Regions from separate parts of the Hordeum vulgare genome. Here all the other regions are linked to region 1. Evidence: chromatin contacts called from public Hi-C data. All regions are on one chromosome and are shown on one strand. The core of a region is the stretch at or near the end of the contact, and the rest is flanking DNA. Distances in the headings are between cores, read along the strand shown. Region 1 holds the start of LOC123447791 (serine/threonine-protein kinase SAPK10). Region 2 holds the start of LOC123447785 (BTB/POZ domain-containing protein NPY4-like). Region 3 holds the start of LOC123451143 (zinc finger protein 1-like).

The links. Hi-C and Micro-C count contacts between places; a contact is called where the count stands out from the background.
Region 2: a Hi-C map of seedling shows a contact between it and region 1, with 1.9 times the contacts expected there. The contact joins the promoter of LOC123447785 here to the promoter of LOC123447791 in region 1. A contact is called at or near these places in 1 of 6 Hi-C or Micro-C datasets (seedling) and 1 of 1 datasets of contacts at active chromatin or transcription factors (embryo).
Region 3: a contact with region 1 is called in a Hi-C map of seedling, with 4 times the contacts expected there. The contact joins the promoter of LOC123451143 here to the promoter of LOC123447791 in region 1. A contact is called at or near these places in 3 of 6 Hi-C or Micro-C datasets (leaf and seedling) and 1 of 1 datasets of contacts at active chromatin or transcription factors (embryo).

What each region holds. Positions count from the first base shown.
Region 1 is chr4H:42,462,059-42,466,618 of MorexV3_pseudomolecules_assembly, reverse strand. It overlaps LOC123447791 (serine/threonine-protein kinase SAPK10), which reads left to right and starts at 2,683. Exons shown (of 8, transcript XM_045124465.1): 1 at 2,683-3,233; 2 at 3,322-3,498; 3 at 3,585-3,638; 4 at 3,721-3,813; 5 at 4,003-4,095; 6 at 4,409-4,513. The coding sequence starts at 3,057.
Region 2 is chr4H:41,475,708-41,480,267 of MorexV3_pseudomolecules_assembly, reverse strand. It overlaps LOC123447785 (BTB/POZ domain-containing protein NPY4-like), which reads left to right and starts at 2,792. Exons shown (of 5, transcript XM_045124459.1): 1 at 2,792-3,008; 2 at 4,234-4,560.
Region 3 is chr4H:41,726,460-41,731,019 of MorexV3_pseudomolecules_assembly, reverse strand. LOC123451143 (zinc finger protein 1-like) reads left to right here and starts at 2,620. Exons shown (of 1, transcript XM_045128150.1): 1 at 2,620-3,948. The coding sequence starts at 3,025. The coding sequence ends at 3,684.

The DNA.
Region 1 (4,560 bases), core at 1,434-3,933:
AAGGCAGCCAAGCAAGTTCAAATACCATCAGGCCTGGTGAGTTGGCACAGAAATTGGAGGCCATGAAGAACCAGAGAGATAGGGAACTAGAGGAGAGGAAGCAGGCCATTCTGGCATCTAGAAGAGAAGAGGAATTGAGGAGAGCTGAAGAGGTAGCAAGAAAGAAACATGAGGTTGCACAGAAGAAGGCTGAACTAGCAGAGAGAAGAAGATTGGTTGTTGCACAGACAACTGCCAAAAAGAAAGAAGAAGCAGAAATCAACAAGAAAGCTCAAGCTGAGACAAGACAGATTATTCAAGACACAACGTAAACATTAGCTGCTGAGAAGAAGGCAAGGCAAGAAGCAGAGAGGAGAGCTGCTGCTCAAAAAAAGGAGGAAGAAAAGAGAGCACAGAGGGAAGCAGCTGGTGCAAAAAGAGAAGAAGAGAAGAGAATTGCTGCTGCAAAAAGAGAAGAAGAGAAGAAGCTTGCTGCTGCCAGAAAAGAAAAGGAGAAGAAGCTTGCTGCTGCCAGAAAAGAAGAGGAGAAGAAGCTTGTTGCTTCAAAGAGAGAGGCTGACAAGAGGCTTGCTGCAGCACAGGAGAAGATGAAGGCTGCTGCAAAAAAAAGCAAGGGAGCAAAGCATGGCTGCTGCAAAAAGGAAACAAAGCTGGGTTGACAATGAAGCTGCCTATCCAAAGAAGGCTCCAAGATCTTCAATGTTTGATGTCTTTAGATAGTATCATGCATAGTGACTGCAATATTCTCCTGTAAGAAACATGGCTATTTTCTTTTGTATGTGGATGATGGGCAAGACTTATTTGGTTGTGACAACAAGTTTTCATGCATCATATTTGGTCAGTTTGGCATATTTGTCAAGTTTGGAAAAGACTTACTTCTTATTTGGTCAGTTTGGTCCTATTTGTAGACAACACTGCCTTACATTGTAATATACCCTTTCAATAAGCATAACATGACACCATTTGGAGGAACTTTGTACACAAAACAAGTAATCACATATTAAGAAGGAATGACATAAGAACATCATATTGATCAAATATAACATAGGGTTCAGCATAGCAATGTCACTTCCACCATTACATGACACCATAACATGACACCATTACATGAAACAAACTACATGACACCAAACTAGGACTGCCATCACTACTAACATCACTGCAGTCTCCCAAAATGAACCGGGCATCACCAATGCAGCTAATCTTCAGTTCTTCACCATGTATAGCACCAATGCACCAACACCTAACATCAGCACAACAGCAAGCAGGATCTTCATGAGCATCACTAGCTCTCTCCCAAGCTTCATCAGTGCAGCAACTTGCTGCCTGGTCATGACATTGCCATTCTCTCTCTTCACAAACTTCTTAGACATGCTTGTTGATCCATTCATGTAATGAAGCTCTTGTGCATTCAGAAGTTGCTCCCTGTGTTCCTCAGCCGCACCAATAGCATCCACAGCTGCATCGCCAACCAGATAGTGATTGTCAACCAGGTACTGCACGTACTCCAATTCCCAACGCCAGAACTCACAACTCACCTATCCCAAAAATACATGCCAAGGTAAAAAAAAAGTTCAATCTTTCCATCCAAAACGGAATAGAATCCATGGACAGGACATAAATCGAAGAGATAAATCCATGAAAACACTAACCCCATGATTTTGGCACTTGTAGAAGACCCATCCCATCGTGCTTCTCAGTGGTGGAAACAAACATGCGCACTTTCTCCTTGTAGCCTGCGCAGCAGATCAGCGGCAGCGCCAACGCCCGGCGGCGGACAGCAGAGGAGGACGAGCTCGTGAGAGACATGACCGCCAGAGCTTGCGGGGACAGCGCCAGAGCGTCGGTGGTGGCCGAGCAGAGCGACGGAGGCGGAGCAGAGCGACGGAGGGTTAGGGATTTGAGGGGGACGCTGCGGGTTAGGGATTTGAGGGATTGGGGATTTTGGTTCTTTTAAAAAAAACCCCTTCATGAATCGTTGGCCGAATGAGAGACCACTACGTGGCGGTCAACAATAGGTCAAACTAGGGCTGTACGCACCGCATACGTGCTACAGTGATCATATATTCACGTCCCATCGTATTCAATAACCGTAACGAGCGTATTCCAATGTTCAGTGATCGTATCATGCTTTCGTTCCAAATACAATGACCATGAGTGTATTTATCTCAATCATCAGCTACCCCGCCTACCGCGAGTCAGCCGATCAACTCGACGACCGCCGGTGCCGAAACGAGAGCACGCCCACAGCGTCAAATCAATCGCAGCCGTCCACGCACGCAACGGGTCACCCGACCACCATCCGATCCGCACGGAGCGGCGGGCTCAGCTCAACTCACCGACCCGAAGTTGAGGCGTCACCCGTGCGCTCCACGCGGTACGCCTTCCAGCCACCCCTCCAGATATTTCCAGCCCCGCCACCACCCTACGCCTACGCCACCGTCCTACCACAGACGCCGACACCCGGGCCCCACCCGTACCTCACCGCGCCGGGTCTGCACGTCATTGACCGGCGCTGCTTACGTGCACGCACACCACCGGCGCCGGCCTCCCGTGACAAGCCCGACGCGCGGGGCCCGGTGCTGCTGGGCCAGGACAGAGGACGCGACACGTCACGCTCCCCCCGTCTTCTCTTCCCCACCGGACTGGATCCTTCGCGCGCCTAGCGAAGCAGACCGGGGAGAGAAACATTAAAGTAAAACGGAGACACGGAGGAGAAGAAGCCACAGAGAGAGGGGCGATTTTATTAAGGAAATAAAGTCTGCCGGCACGGCGTGGGCGCGGGGCGAAAAGCGCGAGGCGATAGTGAGTGAGAGAGGGAGAGGGAGAGATCACGAGGCGGGGCTTCTCCTCCGCCCAATCCGTTCCACCACCCTCCCCCCCTCTGGAGCTGGAGCTGGAGCTCATCATCAGCTAATTAAACTAAAGGCAGCAGGCCAAGGCTTCTTTCTCTCTTGGATCGCGGGGTCACGGGAGGCGCGCGCGCGGGAGCTTGCTTGCTCGCTCGATCGACCGACCTCGCGGCGGTGGGGGAAGGGAAGGGAAGGGGAAGGGGGATGGACCGGGCGGCGCTGACGGTGGGGCCGGGGATGGACATGCCCATAATGCACGACGGCGACCGGTACGAGCTCGTCAAGGACATCGGCTCCGGCAACTTCGGCGTCGCGCGCCTCATGCGCAACCGCGCCGACGGCCAGCTCGTCGCCGTCAAGTACATCGAGCGCGGGGAGAAGGTACTTGCTTCCTCCTACTAGCTACTTCTCCACCTCCCTGCACGTACGGGGCGGAACGGCACGCCAGGGCTCAAGCGCGTGTTTGCAGATTGACGAGAACGTGCAGCGGGAGATCATCAACCACCGGTCGCTGCGCCACCCCAACATCATCCGCTTCAAGGAGGTCATCCTCACGCCCACGCACCTCGCCATCGTCATGGAGTACGCCTCCGGCGGGGAGCTCTTCGAGCGCATCTGCAACGCCGGCAGGTTCAGCGAGGACGAGGTTCGCCGTTTCCGCGTACGTGGGCTCAACTGCCACCGAATCACTGTGCTAGCCAGTACTAACCGCCCAAGCCTCTGACTTTTCAGGCGCGTTTCTTTTTCCAGCAGCTGCTCTCAGGGGTCAGCTACTGCCACTCCATGGTACGCTTTCCTCTTCGGGCGATTGCACAGTTAGTCAGTTACAGTTACGGCAGCTGCTAAATTGGTCTCGTCTCTTGTTAAGCAAGTATGCCATCGTGACCTGAAGCTGGAGAACACCCTGCTGGACGGGAGCACGGCTCCCCGCCTCAAGATATGCGACTTTGGATATTCCAAGGTACCTCCTACATACGTACTAAAACAAGATGCTACCTGCTTCACTGTCGCAGGCTTGCAGTTTTCAGAAATCAACATGTTTGCTCTGTTCACATGCCAAATTGGGGGTTATCCTCTGCTTGTGATTATAGTTTTGTGTCCTAGTGTATCGACCTGTTACTCTGCTCATTGCTGGTCTGCGTACTTGCAGTCGTCGGTTCTTCACTCGCAGCCTAAATCAACCGTCGGAACCCCCGCATACATTGCTCCTGAGGTTCTTCTCAAGAAGGAATATGATGGAAAGGTATGCATTTTTTTAACGGCAAAGGGTGGATTTTAATGACTTGAAATGAAGCACACGCACCCGGCCTCTGCATAGCTAGGATGCACACGGCCAAATTAGGGCTCCAATGCTAATACTACTTCTCATGATATCTTGATCCTGTTGTTCTGTCTAATGTTCCTGCGTATTTTTCTCCACTTGGGCAACTATGTTTGCATGCGAAGCATTTCCATTCGTGAGATGCATGATGTATAATCCCATGGTACTGCTAGACTCTGCGATGTATCGTCTCAAGTTACCTAGCACTAATCCTTTGTTCCTCGATGAAATGAAGATTGCGGATGTGTGGTCGTGTGGAGTGACGCTTTATGTTATGCTAGTTGGTGCATATCCCTTTGAGGACCCGGATGAGCCCAAGAATTTTAGGAAGACAATTCAGGTTCCCACTCTGAGCCATCTTCATGTTCTTGACCATCTCTGTCCTGA
Region 2 (4,560 bases), core at 1,543-4,042, 990 kb after region 1:
CGAGCAGGAATTAAGCTTGGGGATGCTTGATACGTCTCCAACGTATCTATAATTTTTGGTTGTTCCATGCTATTATGTTATCATTTTTGAACACTTTTTAGGCACTTATCTACCAATTTCTATTATTTTTGAGCACTAACCTATTGACCCAGTGCCTAGTGCGAGTTGCTGTTTTCTGCATGTTTTCAACTTTTCAGGTTCCAGTACCAAATGAAGCCCAATTGACCTGAAACTTTTTGTGAATTTTTTCTGGACCAAAACAAGACCGTGGAGCATCGGAAGAAGGCCGGCACGCACACAAGGCCCCCAGAAGCCATCAGGGTGGGCATCATGGCTTGTGGCTGCCTCGTGGCTCTCTCGACCCCGTTATCTGGCTTATAAATTCCTATTTACCCAAAAACCTTCAAAGGAGATCCCGAAACACTTTTTACATCGCGCAAGTCTCCGTTTCAATGGGAGGCCATCTAGAGCTCCATTCTAGCACTTTGTCGTCGGGGGGATCGATCATGGGGGGCTTCTTTGTCAACCTTGTTACCCTCATGATGATGTGTGAGTAGTTTACCATAGACCTACGAGTCCATAGCAGTACCTAGATGGCATCATCTCTCTCTTTGATCTTCAATACAATGATCATCGCATCTTCGCTTTGATCCATATGATGTAACTCTTTTGTCTTAGAACATCTGCAATCGTATGCCCCATATCTTCCACAAACGCCCAGACGGCCCGCTCGGTCACTACCGAGATAGAATTTTCCCACCAAAACTGACCTGGCAAACGCTTTCCAAACACCCAATATGATCCTCATCCCCATACCCAACCCATATATGGGACAGATATGGGGACACTCGGACGCGTTCGGCATGTCGGATTCGACCCACTATGGACCACCCTGACTCCACATGTATTTGTCCCTAACCACATCCTAGACCAAACCCCAGTCACTCTACTTCGCCCCAAGCTCATGTCCGATGATCTTTGGCCTTCTCTGGCATGGTGGGCAATGGATCTAACTCTGAGATTTGCCGATCTGTGAACCTATACCTTGGCCCATGCAGGGACGAGTAGGAGTTGGTCATCCAGCTTGCACTTCGCTGGTCTTAGGAGGAAATCCCAGCTCCACATTTGTTGTCGCTCCGCCATGAATCCATTCCATCTGTGCAAATGGCGTTTGGATCTAGCGGTGCCGGTGACTCTTGGCGCATGATCATGACCTTATTGGACGCATGACCATTTGTCGGCGCCGCAACCTTTGCGGGGTGCCTCATCCTCGCTGCTTCGGGCACTGAGTCGCAGGTCAATGTTGAAAATCATCACAACCCGACCACTACGGAGGATCATCGTGCCCGTCGTATGAGTAAAAAGGCGCAACAACACGCGTCATCCCTCGAGACCGAGGCCGCGAAGGCAGAGTCACATACTACCTTGGACAGGAATGAGGAATTCCTCAGTGCACGTATCCTCGTGAAGCGGCAAAGGAGGGCGGTGCACATCCTCGCAATGAAGTATATATGAGTGATCGGTGCCATGGTGGGAATGCCCCTTCCCCAAGAGGACAAGGAGGAGGGATGTGAAGGATCTGACAACTCTGGTAATGTGCAGATCCGCCTCAATCCATTGTGCGCCTTCGATCGCTACTTCTACAACGAAGACGACAGGGGCAAGGGTGGCCATGAATGAACTTCCTCCATTTTTGTATCATTTGTAGTTAGTAGATGATGGCATGAAAGACACACATGGTAATGTATCACCTTCGTGTAAGTATCCCAATAGTAATTGTCCCAACAAAGAGTGGAGGATAGTATTTATGAGTAACGTTGATGTCACGCACAAGTTGTCATAGCTCTTATATGAAGTAACTGTTTGTGATTCCGTAGAAGTTGTTAGGGTTCCAAGAGTCAAACCAGAATAACCAATGAATCTTACCACTCACCTGCATCTCCCATGCCTAGGGAAAATTACTCACAAATCGAGAGAGAATAACCAATCATCCTAGAGAATAAACTCATGAAAAGCGCATCGATAATACCATGGAGATCCAAAATAAGATGAATCGTTAAACAAGTCTAAGTCTCCAGATCAGTATGAAAAGAGTTTACACTTCGATCTTACAACTTGAAATTCCTCTTAGAATAATGAAGGTGAAATGAATATGGAGATGGAAGAACAAAACTAGAAGGATCCCTGATGGTTCTTCTTCTCCGGATCTCTTCTCTCTCTATTCTCGATGATGTGGCGACGGCTAGGTTTCCTTTCATATGTGCTTTTTACTATAAAATAATGAAAAGACAGGGTTTCTTCTCTCTCGAAGGATCAATGTTCGAAATAACCGAGAAATAACGAAAACCCGATGAAAACCAAATGAAAATTGCTTGTAAATAATCATTATTTCTTGAACCATTAGAAGAACATGTCAATTTTTGGCAGTTGTGTACTACTACGTGTGTAGGTTTAATGTTGTATGACAAAAGTGAGTTTAAGTATTTGGTTTGAGAGACATGTATGTGGACGCGGACTTCTATAGCGTGACCGAGTACCGATTCCCAGACTTATAGAGACCTGGATTTGCCCAGTCTAGTTGGAGACAGTCTTACTCCCTTGAAATGAGCAACACTCCCCCAGCACACAAAATAAGGCTACATAAAAAGTCATCAAAACAAAAAGGACAAGGAGAAAAAACAGGAATATAAACACAGGGGCCAGCAAGTACTAGGGGGAGAAAGGGAGGGGCCGGCAAGGGAACATCTAGAGGGGCAGAACAGTCCATCCGCACAGCCCATGAACTAGGCTTTGCCACCCCACCCCGGCACCCCCACCAGTGTTTCCCAAGATAAAAAACCAAATCCATTAGAGCAGCAACATCAGAAGCAGAGCAGCAAGCTCGGAGGCCTCCCAAGCTCTCAGCTCGCTCCGCAAGAAAAGACACTACCACCAGCGGCGGCAGATCGGCGCCAAGAAACATAAGCCTTGCGGTTGATCGCAACCGCCCACCTCACAACTTCTGTAAGGTAATTACAAGCCCCTACCAGTTCTTCTTTCCCCCCTTCCAACAAGGTTTGGATTTTCTTTTCCTCTCCCTATCGTGAGTTGAGCAAGCTCGACGACGCTGCGCCATTTTCCCGTCCAATAGTAAGATGAGATGGTGTATTATTGGAGCGCTTATTTCTCCGTTACTCCGATAGGTTGGAGGAGTGTATCTAGTAGTGGTGGTGGTGGTTCGGTAGGAATGTTTCTTGGTGTTGGTTTGGTCGTTTCCCCTGTCCTAAAAAGCTGCCTTTTCTTCTGCGCTTTTCTGTTGGTTTCTGCCAACCAAGGCCGTTTCTTTCCATCCCCTCCCCTCCCCTCCCCTTCCCTCTGATGAGAAGAACAAGAAGAGGCTGCGTATATCCTCCTCTCTGGGTTCACTGTCTAGGGCCTTCAAGATCGGACGGAGCCACATCCTCTTCCCCTCTCCGCCGCCAGGCGTCTCCGCCCAACAAAGATCTTCGTCGCCCTTCGCCGACTGATTTCTTTTGCGGGTGACGGATCCCTAACTCGTTTGGGTTGATTTATTTGATGCCAGCGATCTAATCCATGCGTTTAGTCTCTCCAATCCGCCCATTATGTCTGTCGCGGATTTATTTGCAGACTGTTTTCTAAAAGGTTTTTCTAAGGGTTCTGTTGATCATCATTTCCCTTTGTTAGGCACCACTGAACTGAACTTCGTTCCTTGTTAACTGAAAGTAAATCATAAATTTCTTCCTTTTTCTCTTCCTTTTCTGTAGCACGAGATAGAGTGCACTTTTTGTTGAGATATGTGCCATTTATTTGTAAATCCCGGTATTACAGTTTTTGTGGTCAGAGTTTATAATCCCATGTCCCATTTTTATATATTTTGGATTTATTGTAAGGTCTTTCCTCCTTGTGCTAAAATTACCTAGAAAAAATTGACCATGTCAACTTCTTTATGCGCATTTCGATCTTGTTGCCAACCAAGAGGAGAAGAAACCCCCTCCAAACCAGTGGTCTACGGATTGCAATTCAATAATCACTGTTTGACTGCCTACATGTGCCACACCCTTAAATTATTCTCATCTTGCAACCTGTCTGTGCCATCCATGTTGCTTGCTTGTGATTTTAACCAAGATAAGATTCCTCCCATCACTGGTGCTTGTTCCCATGGTCTCCCAACATTGCATCACCGATTATTCCCGCTGTCCCCTCACCCCAAGATGCTGCCCTTGTGCTCTGCAGGCGCTGCCGCTCCCTCTCCGTGTGCGATCCAGCTTGGACGAGGAGGAGTCCTTGTTGCCGTTGTGCTCTCTTGGACCCAGATCTTGATGCAACTGCCGGCTAGTTTACTGATCTAGAGGGAGCTCTGCTTGGGCTCTTGACCTGATTTGATTTGGTGGGGGCTCTGCCGCGGTTCAAAGGGGGACAGTTGGGCGTGGATCTTTATCACCAGTTGTTAGGCTTGTCCTTTCACATGGCAGTGGCCACCGGTTTGGTGCTTTGTTGATGGGTTAAGTGTTGCGGGTTTGTTGAGGCGTTTCTTCTTGGCTCCCATTCGGTGGTGACTGG
Region 3 (4,560 bases), core at 1,371-3,870, 740 kb after region 1:
ACAAAAGAAAAACGTTTAAAAATAAATAAATAAATAAAATGTTTTTGCTCCTTTGAAAATTAAACCCCAACCATAAAATAGATTGGCATTTTAAAACAAATAAAATGAAACCTTCTTTTAAGAATTAAAATAAAACCCTTTTTTTTAAAAAAAAAAACTCTTTTAACAAGAAAATAAAAATAACCCCTTTTCTTGTAAAAGAATAAACCAAACCCCTTAAATAAAATGGGTCTCTTGTTTTTTTTTTAAACAAAAGGTAAAATAACGAAACCGAGAGGGGTTGCCCCCACATTTAATAAAATGTTTTTTCTTTAAAAGAAGACAAATCTTTATTTTTAAAATAGGGGTTAAAACTAAAGTCTTTAGCCAAACCACAAAAAAGGAAATGAGAGGGGAGAGAAGGTTTTAGGTCCGCGACGCAACAGGGCTTAGCGGTGGCTCTCACGCACGCACTCTCATCATGCCAACAAACGACGTCACACTCACAACGCACTAACACCCAACAACACAGCAACAAGCAACACCGACAACTAACACGGATGACATGATGCCATGCATAATGCCATGGTGCAACTACATGATGATGCAACCAACAAAATAAAATAGCCACACGACGGAAACGAAAAAAAGGGAATCTTCTAGGCATCGGTCTTGGGCTGTCACACGCAAAGCGGCGCGGGAGGCGGCCGGGCGAGGAGCGCGGCGCAGGGAGTCTGCCGGGTGAGGAGCGTAGCACAGGGAGGCGGCCGGGCGGCCGGGCGCTCGGCGCGGCGCAGGCGGCTGCGTCCTGCGGCGCGAAGGCCGCATCCAGCGCCATTGGCAACTGGTTTTCTTCTTACCTTTTGCCTGTTTTTTCCCCTTGTGTTCTTCTCGATCTCGAAATCGCTCAGATGCAGAGCGTGTTGATAACGTGTTAAGAGTAAAAGCAGAGAAGGAGGATGATAGAATGAACAGTAAACTCTCATTGATGGAAATTGAGGATATTTATACCCAGTACATGGCAGTTTACAAAGGGGCGGTTGCCAAAAGAACAACCGACGTAGTATTGATTAATTACATAATTAATACATATTAATTATTCCTAACAAGTAGCATATATATGTGCTTGTCTAGTTCGATTTGTGTGTTCACCGTTAATTCCCAATCAATGTGCTACTCCCAAGTTATGCGTTCTTTAGGTACTTCCGTACTTGCGGTGCATACGAGTCCTAGTTCGATTTGTACCTTTTACCGATCACGCGTGGTACACACCAACTAGACAAGCACGGACAAAAGAAAGAAAAAACATCACCTACCGACCTAACGATTTCCGGGATGATATACGACTAGCCTGATGACAGATGTACATACGAGTCGAGTTCAGATTGGGCGACCCGGTTTGAACAGCTACAACTCGTTGCCGTGTTTTTCTTCTTCTTTTAATTTCTTCATTCACAAAAACTCGCCGTGTTAGTTTGATCCCATGGAGAAGCGTTTCGCGTGGAGAGGTCTAACACGAGAAAGGGCGAGCCTGCTGACAGGTGTACACCTTTTCTGTGGATCTCCATGGCGGCTGCCTTTCCTGTGCAGCTCCACCCACGCACAGCACGAAGCCGTCGAACGGGACACGGTCGCCCTGTGAGTGCCCGCCGCCTCCCAAGAGAGATATATCCGGCCAGAGCGCTCGCTTCCACGCGGCAGCTCCACGCACGCACAGCACGAAGCCGTCGACCACGAACCAGCATGCTACGACGTACTCCACTCACTAGCTTGTCACTCACTCCCCAAATGGCCGACCCTAATTAGCGATTTCTCTACTCGTGTCGTGTCATCTTCAGCCCAATAAAATCCGGGAGCTCGTTTCCTCCACGACGGACGGCGTGTTGTCAGAAAAGGGAAATGTGCCGGCTCCTACAGCCGCGTTGTGGCGAGAAGATGTTCCTTCAGTTCACGGCTGTGAAGTACTACTACCTAGCTTGACAGCGCACCTGGCGTTATCGGTGAACTGATGAGAAAGGCTGTTCGATCTTAGGCTCTTAGCGCTGCTGAGACTGTCCGCGGCAGAAAAGAGTTGTTAACCATCCATTTCTCAGAGCGATCGTGATCGAACGCAGCACGACACTTGTTTAAAGCTGAGGCACATCGTGGCCCAACGCACCAGATGCCTCCTCCTCTCACCCCGTGACATCACGGCGTAATCAACCATCCATTTGGCGCGCCGCCCCGGCCCGCTTCCATCACCGTTAGTCAATAATTGATCCAAAGTTCCATTTTGCGAAGAAAAGAAAACATCCTCTTGCATGCTCTTCTTCTTCACTGACCGTGAATCTTATCAAGTTTGCCTTTCCACGACTAGACAGAGAACAAGTCCCCTCTCATTTACTCTTCTTCCTCTTCGGTGACCGTAGAGTAATGCTACATCTATAAAAGTTTATTTAAAGATTTTAAGTACAAACTGGTGCGTAGGATTATGATGGATAATTAAAGATGAGGGGCCCATCCCACTGAAAATCAGGAGAAAAGAAAAATTAGTTTGGAAGGTTAAGTAAACATTTGTAAGTATTGGTAGGTCTATCATTATTGATGACCGTGAATCTTATGAAGTTCTGGAGACCCCCCCCCCCCCCACCCCCACAAAAGTCCAAAACAGCCCGATCATCGTCCCTACCCATTGTTTTTCCACCACTTGGAAGCCTCCTCGTCCCTGCTTTCTAGTTGACCAAATGCTGCCGCAACTCTTCATCTTCCTCCCATTGCTTAGTCCCAAAGAACCAACCACCACTCACTTGGTCTCTCCCTAACACACTGTCACACTGACACACACACACACACACACACACCAGCAAACCACTGCATCACCACCAACGACTTGCCTACCACTACTCGCTCACCTCTCTCCCTTGTATAAAACCACCACCGGTTGCCCCGCCATCTCCACCCAGTCACCACTGCTCCATCACACTGCCCACCGCTCTTCGTTCGTGCGCGAGAGAATAAGCAAGCGAGGCACGTTCTTGCGCGCGTTGGATCGGCGTGCGTGCGTGCATGGCGGTGGACGCGGTTCGCGACGCGGCGGCGGCGATGCCGTCGCCGGCGGTGAGCGAGGAGGAGGAGGAGCTGCGGTGCGCCGAGGGGTGGGGCAAGCGGAAGCGCCCGAGGCGGCAGCAGCAGCGGGCGCCCAGCGAGGAGGAGCACCTCGCGCTCAGCCTCCTCATGCTGGCGCGCGGCCACCGCGACCAGCAGATACTCCGGCCGTCCTCGCCGGCGCAGGAGCACCGCTGCTCCGTGTGCGGCAAGGCGTTCCCGTCCTACCAGGCCCTGGGCGGGCACAAGGCGAGCCACCGCCCGAAGCCGGCGCCCGTCGCCGCGGACGAGCCCGCTGCCACGACGGCGGCCTCGCCCGCCGCGTCCTCCTCAACGACGTCCAGCGGCGCGGGTGGCAAGGTGCACGAGTGCTCCGTGTGCAACAAGACCTTCCCGACCGGGCAGGCGCTGGGCGGGCACAAGCGGCGCCACTACGAGGGCCCCATCGGCGGCGGCGGGGCCACCGCGGTCGCGAGCCGACGGTTCGACCTCAACCTGCCGGCGCTGCCGGACATCGTCGTCGTCACCGAGCGCGAGCGGTGCGTGCCGGTGCCGGCCGATGAGGAGGAGGTCCTCAGCCCGCTGGCATTCAAGAAGCCGAGGCTGATGATCCCGGCGTAGCTAAATCATCAAAGAAATTTTCAATCATCAACCAGTTGGTGTGTATTCTTTTGGATTGCTTATGCTCGGCCGGTTGGTGATACGTACACCCGTTAACACGTACCTAGCCAGCCAGTGGAGCGTAGAGGTCGATCGATGGAGCTGGCCATCGATTGGTGTACGTAGTACATATATATCTAATTTCTATATTTTCCATATAGTACGTACGTACTGTATCTCAGTAGAACGGTTCTTTCATTGATTAATTAATTTGTTTGGTGTGAGTATCATGATTGAGCAAAATTGACATGGTATACGGAGAGTACAACCAATTCTCGACGTATACCAAGACTAGTACTAATACTAGTAGTTGGGTAAAGACCGACTGACGGACTGACCAGCAATGAAATGTGCAGTTGCTTGGCGTGTCGGGCACTCTCGTCGTGTGTGCGCCGGTAGACGCTACTGGTAGCTTTGTCAAACTACTAGTACTAGTCCGAACTTCCGAATTCAATCTTAGCCATCAAAATACCTCGATCAACCGACAAGTATGTGCTGCTACTGGAAGTAACACTAGTTGTCAGTCTCTGGAATCGATCGTTGGCCGGCCGTCGGCACGGTGAACAGGTGAAGGATATGAACGCGGCGTGCGCGGACCGGCCGGGGAAATGAGCTGGTCACGAAGTGGCAGTTGAGCGACCACACACGTACCGGGCGCGCGGCAGGTGCAAGGGGAATGTCGATGGAAGGTACGGAAGCCAGAACTGTTTCCACTGAAAAAGATACGGGAAATAAACAGCCCGACGGTGCTTGCCGTGATCAGGCAAAAATGCTACAACTTCTTACAGGAGTTTTACGGACTGGTCTTTCTCCTCACTAATCTCCTTCCCTGATTTT